Regions from separate parts of the Cricetulus griseus genome. Here region 1 is linked to region 2. A link is a contact called in public Hi-C data. All regions are on one chromosome and are shown on one strand. Each heading gives the region's core, a stretch centred on a gene start, on an enhancer-like site or on the middle of the called end of the contact. The rest is flanking DNA. Distances are from core to core; before and after follow the strand shown. Region 1 holds the start of Cert1 (ceramide transporter 1). Region 2 overlaps Polk (DNA polymerase kappa).

Region 1 (2,898 bases), core at 272-2,771, 41 kb before region 2:
ACCCATTTCATAACCATTTGAAAATGCAAACTTATACAACATGTTCAGTACAGATTCTTAAATTATAAAGATACATTAAATCTAAACAAATGCTGGGAAGCTTCACTTTACTGAAAGCATTACATTAAAATTTCAAGAATGATCATAGCATCAAACAAAAATTTTCTACTATGTAAATAAAACTTAACACTTGGATGCCTTGCATCTGGCATACTTAAGTCTGTCCCAGGCCTTTTCTCTTCAGCTAAAGACACTGTAATAGCCTAATCTCAAACAATTCCAGAAATGATGTTCAAGAACACTGGAAGCAGAGTGATTTCTTAATGGCCAATATCACATGACTTGGTATCTTATGACCAGCTTGTTAAGGGACCAGCCCGACTCTCCCTCTGGAAACACTGTTAGCTCTAAGCATTTCTTAAAGTTTAACAGGAAAGGACTGGTAAGTCAAAAAGACTGAGTCTTCCCACAAGAAAAATGTAAAATATACACACCGAAAAGTATTAACAAGATCACTCATTTCCAGCCCTATAAATGCTGTCTAGGCTATAAAAAAAAAAAAAACCAAAAAACTTAAAAGGAGCTTTTAAAAGTACGGGGGGGGGGGGCAGAAATGTCTTTCCTTAATGCACAAATACTGTATTACTAAAAATGCTCCTTTTCCTGAACTTTATACAGGTGGGTCTTCACTATGACACGTTCCAACTTACTATTAATATTTCTTATCCAAGCCTGACAATTCAATAGCTCTTTTTCTGAACTTGGGTAAGGAGGGGTAAAGTACAAAAGTGCTGCACACGCTTTCTACATTCTCGATCACTCACACTTCAAAGTTTACTATCTCAGATTTCAAGGCCAAACCCAGTCAACTGGCTTGCTTAAACCCGCTAGAGCTGAAAACCGCCCCAACCTATTCTGGTGGGGACCACCATAACAATATTGTCTGAAAGGTCCATTTAACCGACCTCGCGTCCAGTACTTCAGACACCACGGTTGCCCAACCCAGATTCCTATACCCCAGACAGCTGCTGCCTTAGGTTCCAAGTTACCAGATGCACCTTGCCTTCTAAACTGGATCGCGGATTAAATACACGCTTTCCAAGGTCCTCGGCCAAAGCTGACAAGCTCCCTGAGACTGGGGGTGGCGAGGTCGGGGGAGGACAGTCCTAAACATCTCCTATCCCACCCCTGGTCAGGCACTCATTCCAGGCGGACCTTTCGGCCCCGCACCCCAGCACATTCCGCAGCCCCCGCCCCGGGACAGTGGGAGTCTTCGGTCCAGCCCCACCCCAGGTCCCGAGCGGCTCGCCTCGCCTTGCCTCGCGGCAGGTGAGCCCTGGCGGCGGGTCCTCGGCCCCGAACGCTGCTCACCTTGCTGAGGACCCCGCAGCGCTCCACAGGCGGCCCGGACTCCGTCTCCGGATCCTCCTCCGAGCCCGACGAGTTCCAGCTCTGGTTATCCGACATGGAGGCGCGACAGGCGAGCAGGAGACCGGCCCCCGCTCCGAGAGCTGCGCCAGTGCAGGCGCCCAGTCCCTGGGGTGAAGGGTCGGGGGATGGCACAGCCAAGAGTGCCCGCTCCGGGGCGTGAGGGAACAGGAAGAGGGAGGAAGCGCGCCCGCTGCGCCGCCGTCGCCGCGCCTGACACCGAGCGGACCTGGGAAGGAGGACGAGCGGCGAAGAAAGCCTGCCCTTCCAGCCGTCAGCCGCCGTGGCCGTGGCCGTGACCCCTGCGCTGCGCCCGGCGCCGCCACCTGAACTCGGCCCCCTGGGTGCCAACCTCAGTCGGGGAGGGTGGAGGGGAGGAAGACAGGAAGAGCCAAGCCAGCGGCAGAGACCCAGGTCCGCTCACACCTCCGCTACCGCCGCCATCTTCCTGCCGGGCCCACTATTTACCCTCCCTCCCCTCGCCGCTCCCTCCCCTCCGTCCTCCCATCCTCCCTCCACCCCGCCCCGGGCCCCTCCCGGCGGCTCACGACGCTCCCAACCTCCGGCCCTCCCGGGTGATGACGGGTAGGGAAGGAGGCGGAGCAGGGAGAGGAGAGAGCTTGACAGGGAAGCGCTGCGCTGCATTCTGGGAGGGCTGCCGCTCTGTCCGCCGCGCAGCCTCCTGGGAGTTGTAGTCGCAATCCTAGTCAACTGGTGGGTGTCCCGGGCGCGCGGTAAGCTAGTTGTTTGGGGGAACCTCCTGAGGGCTAATGGGCTTCTTTTGACAGTCGTTTGGCTCTTCGGTCCAGCCGGGCTTCTGATTCTGCCTTGCATGTTTATGACGATCCCTCGGTCCCTACGAACCAGGACGTGAGAACCCTCAGGTGAGGATGTCGGGTTATGCGTAGCTGCTTTCCGGAAAGCCCGGGAATCTTTTCGATTTGCCTGGGCAAGCATGTCAGGGCTCAACCGCTTCGCTGTGGGCTGGAGGTTAGGAGTTTATGACCTCTCCGGTCACAAATTGGAGATTTTTCCTCTCGAAAGCCGCCACTGATAATGCCAAAGGACTACTGTCTATGTCTTTAGTAATTAGACTTGAGGTTTATTTACTACTGTTGGAGGACTAATTCCTTCAGACTATTTTCATAAGCGTTTCGCATTGTTACATTTATAGAATTTTTTGTGGAAAGTAATCAGTTGAGGTTGTCAGAGAACAAATAGCGTTAAAAGAGGTTTTTATAAAAAGTAAGGGCCGGACGGTGGTGGTGCACGCCTTTAATTCCAGCACTTGGGAGGCAGAGGTAGGCGGTAGACCAGCCTGGTCTACAAGAGCTAGCTCCAGGACACGTTCCACAGAGAAACTCCGTCTCGAACCCCCTGCGGACCCCCCCCAAGTGAAATAAGTATCAAATTATATCCTGAAATTTTCCATTAGGTGTGAACGAGTGTCTCCCCGAAACTCAAAGTTAA
Region 2 (3,213 bases), core at 667-3,166:
TTATGACCTCTCTCTCTCCCTTCTTCACCATATACCTTACTCTAACTCATAGGGGATGGAGGTAGCAGTGACCCTCAGTGTCTGCTCTACCACTTTAAAGTAGAGCTTATCTTTTTATTATTATTATTCTTTTTATTTTCTGAGTCAAGGTCTCTTTCTAAATCTAGAGCTGACTGGTTTTCGGGTAAGCTCTGGGGATTTGTTCTCATTGTCTGTACCATTGCCCCTGGCCTCTGAGTCCTGTGTCCTAGCTTTTATGCAGGTATTGTAGATCTGAACGCAGGTCCTCAAGCTTTCTTGGCAAGCACTTTGTCCACCAAGGCATTGCCCAGACTCTTCTGTACAACTAAAGGTTTTATGGCTCCACAAATCTTTCAAGCAGTCCTTTCTTTCTTATGTCATTTATCCAGAGCATTCAGATGCTTCACAGTCATTCTACTTTCAGTTCCTTTGCCAAAAGTGCTATTTCTTCAAGTGTCTGACCTGTCTTGAATCCATGAACAAAGTCCGCCCAGCTGAAAAGGTGCCCTAAAGGGATCCACTCACAAATAGCAGCCACATTTCTTGTGTGTAACTTATTCATAACCTCAAAGGGGCTAGGCAGTGTGGGGGGAAACATTAGTAATATTCCTTGAACAAAAATGGTGAATGTTAAACTGGGCATTGGTGGCACACGCCTTTAGTCCCAGTACTCAGGAAGCAGAGACAGGCAGATCTCTGGGAGTTCAAGGACAGCCTGGTCTACAAAGTGAGTTCCAGGACAACCTCCAAAGCTACGCAGAGAAACCCTGTCTTGAAAAACAAAAACAAACAAAACAAAAATGGTGGATATACAATGGCATCGAATTTTTTCTTTTCCCTGTCTCTGTCTCTGTCTCTGTCTCTGTCTGTCTCTCTCTCTCTCTCTCTCTCTCTCTCTCTCTCTCTCTCTCTCTCTCTCTCTCTTTTGCGGTTTTGTTGTTATTTTTTTGAAACGGGGTTTTTCTACATAGCCGTGAGCCCTGGCTGTCCTGGAACTCACTCTGTAGACCAGATTGGTCTGAAACTCACAGAGATCCTCCTGCCTCTGCCTCCCCAGTGCTGGGATTAAAGGTATACACCTTGCCCTAGGCATCAAATTCAAAGCCTCCCTAGACTGTGTATTTGCAGGATATTGGAAGAGTGGCAAATAACTGATAGATCCTTCTTTAAAGCCAGACATTTTTCTATTTGCATTCCATGAAAGATTCTTTGTCCCTAGAAATATGTGAACTGATGTCTTTATTTGCAAATAAAATAATAACCATTGTTCTGTTTGCTTTGCCATGCGAATCTAGCTGGCAAGTGTCAGGCTATGTAAGAAACTCAAATACTGCATACTTGAGTGTCTGCAATCCAGAAGAGTGCTCTAATCTAGCTTTGTGCTCTCATTGCTTCCGTTATGGAGATGGTGAAGGGATTTCATTCAGGAGGAAGAAACCACTTACCTAGTTAGTTATGAAGCCAGGCCACAGGGAAGTAAAACACAGATGGGATGAAAAAGATGTCTGTGTCCATCTGCAGCAGCTCTGACAGTGTTCTAGAGGTGGCATGCTTTGCTTCCTTGAGTAGAGGATGCCAGTGTGAGTCACTGCAGAGAGGCTGCTATGAGGCCATCAGTGTGTCACTTCGGAGAGGCTGCAGTGGGTTCCCTGTGAGGGCGCCAGCGTGAGTCACTGCGAAGAGGCTGCAGTAGGTTCCCTGTGAGGGCGCCAGTGTGAGTCACTGCGGAGAGGCTGCAGTGGGTTCCCTGTGAGGGCGCCAGTGTGAGTCACTGCGGAGAGGCTGCAGTGGGTTCCCTGTGAGGGCGCCAGTGTGAGTCACTGCGGAGAGGCTGCAGTGGGTTCCCTGTGAGGGCGCCACTGTGAGTCACTGCAGAGAAGCTGCAGTGGGTTCCCTGTGAGGGCTCCAGTGTGAGTCACTGCAGAGAGGACTTGGGACCTGGTATATCCATACCTGGCCTGTATTTTGTCTACAGCTCTTTCTCGATTATTCAGCAATTGGAAGAAAGGGCTTCTGGGTGACCCTCATTCAGCCCCATCCTTTTGTTCCTCTCCAAGTTTCTCTAAAGTTTAAAAATCAGAATGTGAAAATGGAAATGACCTGAAGCACAGATATAGTAAAAATAGGTTGTGTTATGTATGTGACCTGTGAATTAAATTTGGGAAACTTCTATCTATAAATTAATTCATATCCTGTAATTAAAGTTTGAAACTAATCAAGTGTCTGTTACATTATTTACATGTCTTTAGACATTTTTCCAAAGACCAACTTCATTTTTTAAGTGCCTTCAACTACGTCTTGAAATTTAATAAAGCTCAGTATGCTTTCATACCTATAATCCCAACATTTGAAGGCTGAGGCAATAAAATTAGAAGTTCAAGACCAGCCTGGGCAGGGTATGTAGTTAATTTAAGGCTAACCTGGGTTAAAAAGAAAAAGAACCCAAACATTTAATTGTTGCTTTTGCATTTCCCTTAATTTGGGAAATACACGTTATGAAATGGGATCAGAAAACTCTGTTATTAATCTTATAAATATATTTAAATTGTTTTACCTATTTTAAGCTTAGAGAATAGTTTTTATGGAATTGTTCTTGCAAATATTTTTAGTAATGGTATCAGGATAGTATTTTATACTATACTTGAAAAATGGGCATAAACTAATAACTAGTTGGTTATTTTGTGGTTTTTTGTTTGAGATGTGTTTGTTTGTTTGAGATGGGATCTCACTATGTACCCCAGGATAAGCACAAACTTGTCATCCTCCGAAGTCTCTGGGTACCAGGATGACAGGCAGGCTCCACTATACCCAGCTACTTTCCTTTTTAATAATAACATTTTCCAATGTACTGATAATTATACTTTTTTTCATTAAATTTGAACCTTCAAGTATTGGATTAGACTGAGAATTTGTATAAAGAAGTTCAACTTTCAGGAGTAATTTCCACTTATAGCAAATGCACTCTCAGTGAAAATAGTGTTTTTTAATAAGCAAGTTAAAAGCATGCTGCATGATGGTGGGGCACACCTTTAATCCCAGCACTTGAGAGGCAGAGGTAGGTAGATCTCTGTGAGTTCGAGGCCAGCCTGGTCTGCAGAGTGAGTTCTGGGACAGCTAGGGCTACACAGAGAAACCCTGTCTCCGGAAAGAAAAAAAAAAAAAAAAAAAAAAAAAAAAGGTGAATCATTTGAA

What was found. A called contact is a pair of places that touch in the nucleus more often than the background predicts.
Region 1: a Hi-C map of the CHO-K1 cell line shows a contact between it and region 2, with 2.0 times the contacts expected there. The contact joins the promoter of Cert1 here to the enhancer-like site in region 2. A contact is called at or near these places in 2 of 8 Hi-C or Micro-C datasets (the CHK-Q cell line and the CHO-K1 cell line).

The regions. Positions count from the first base shown.
Region 1 is chr2:315,222,958-315,225,855 of CriGri-PICRH-1.0, reverse strand. Cert1 (ceramide transporter 1) reads right to left here and starts at 1,521. Exons shown (of 18, transcript NM_001244026.1): 1 at 1,372-1,521. The coding sequence starts at 1,467. Polk (DNA polymerase kappa) reads left to right here and starts at 2,058. Exons shown (of 15, transcript XM_027401684.2): 1 at 2,058-2,312.
Region 2 is chr2:315,182,319-315,185,531 of CriGri-PICRH-1.0, reverse strand. All of the region lies in intron 6 of Polk (DNA polymerase kappa), which reads left to right. Among named protein-coding and RNA genes, the nearest start is that of Ankdd1b, 24 kb to the right of the region's middle. Within about 2 kb of position 1,916, at least 2 of the 6 cell types and tissues checked have open chromatin away from gene starts, as enhancers often do. A contact at or near this core is called in the CHO-K1 cell line, where this site is marked.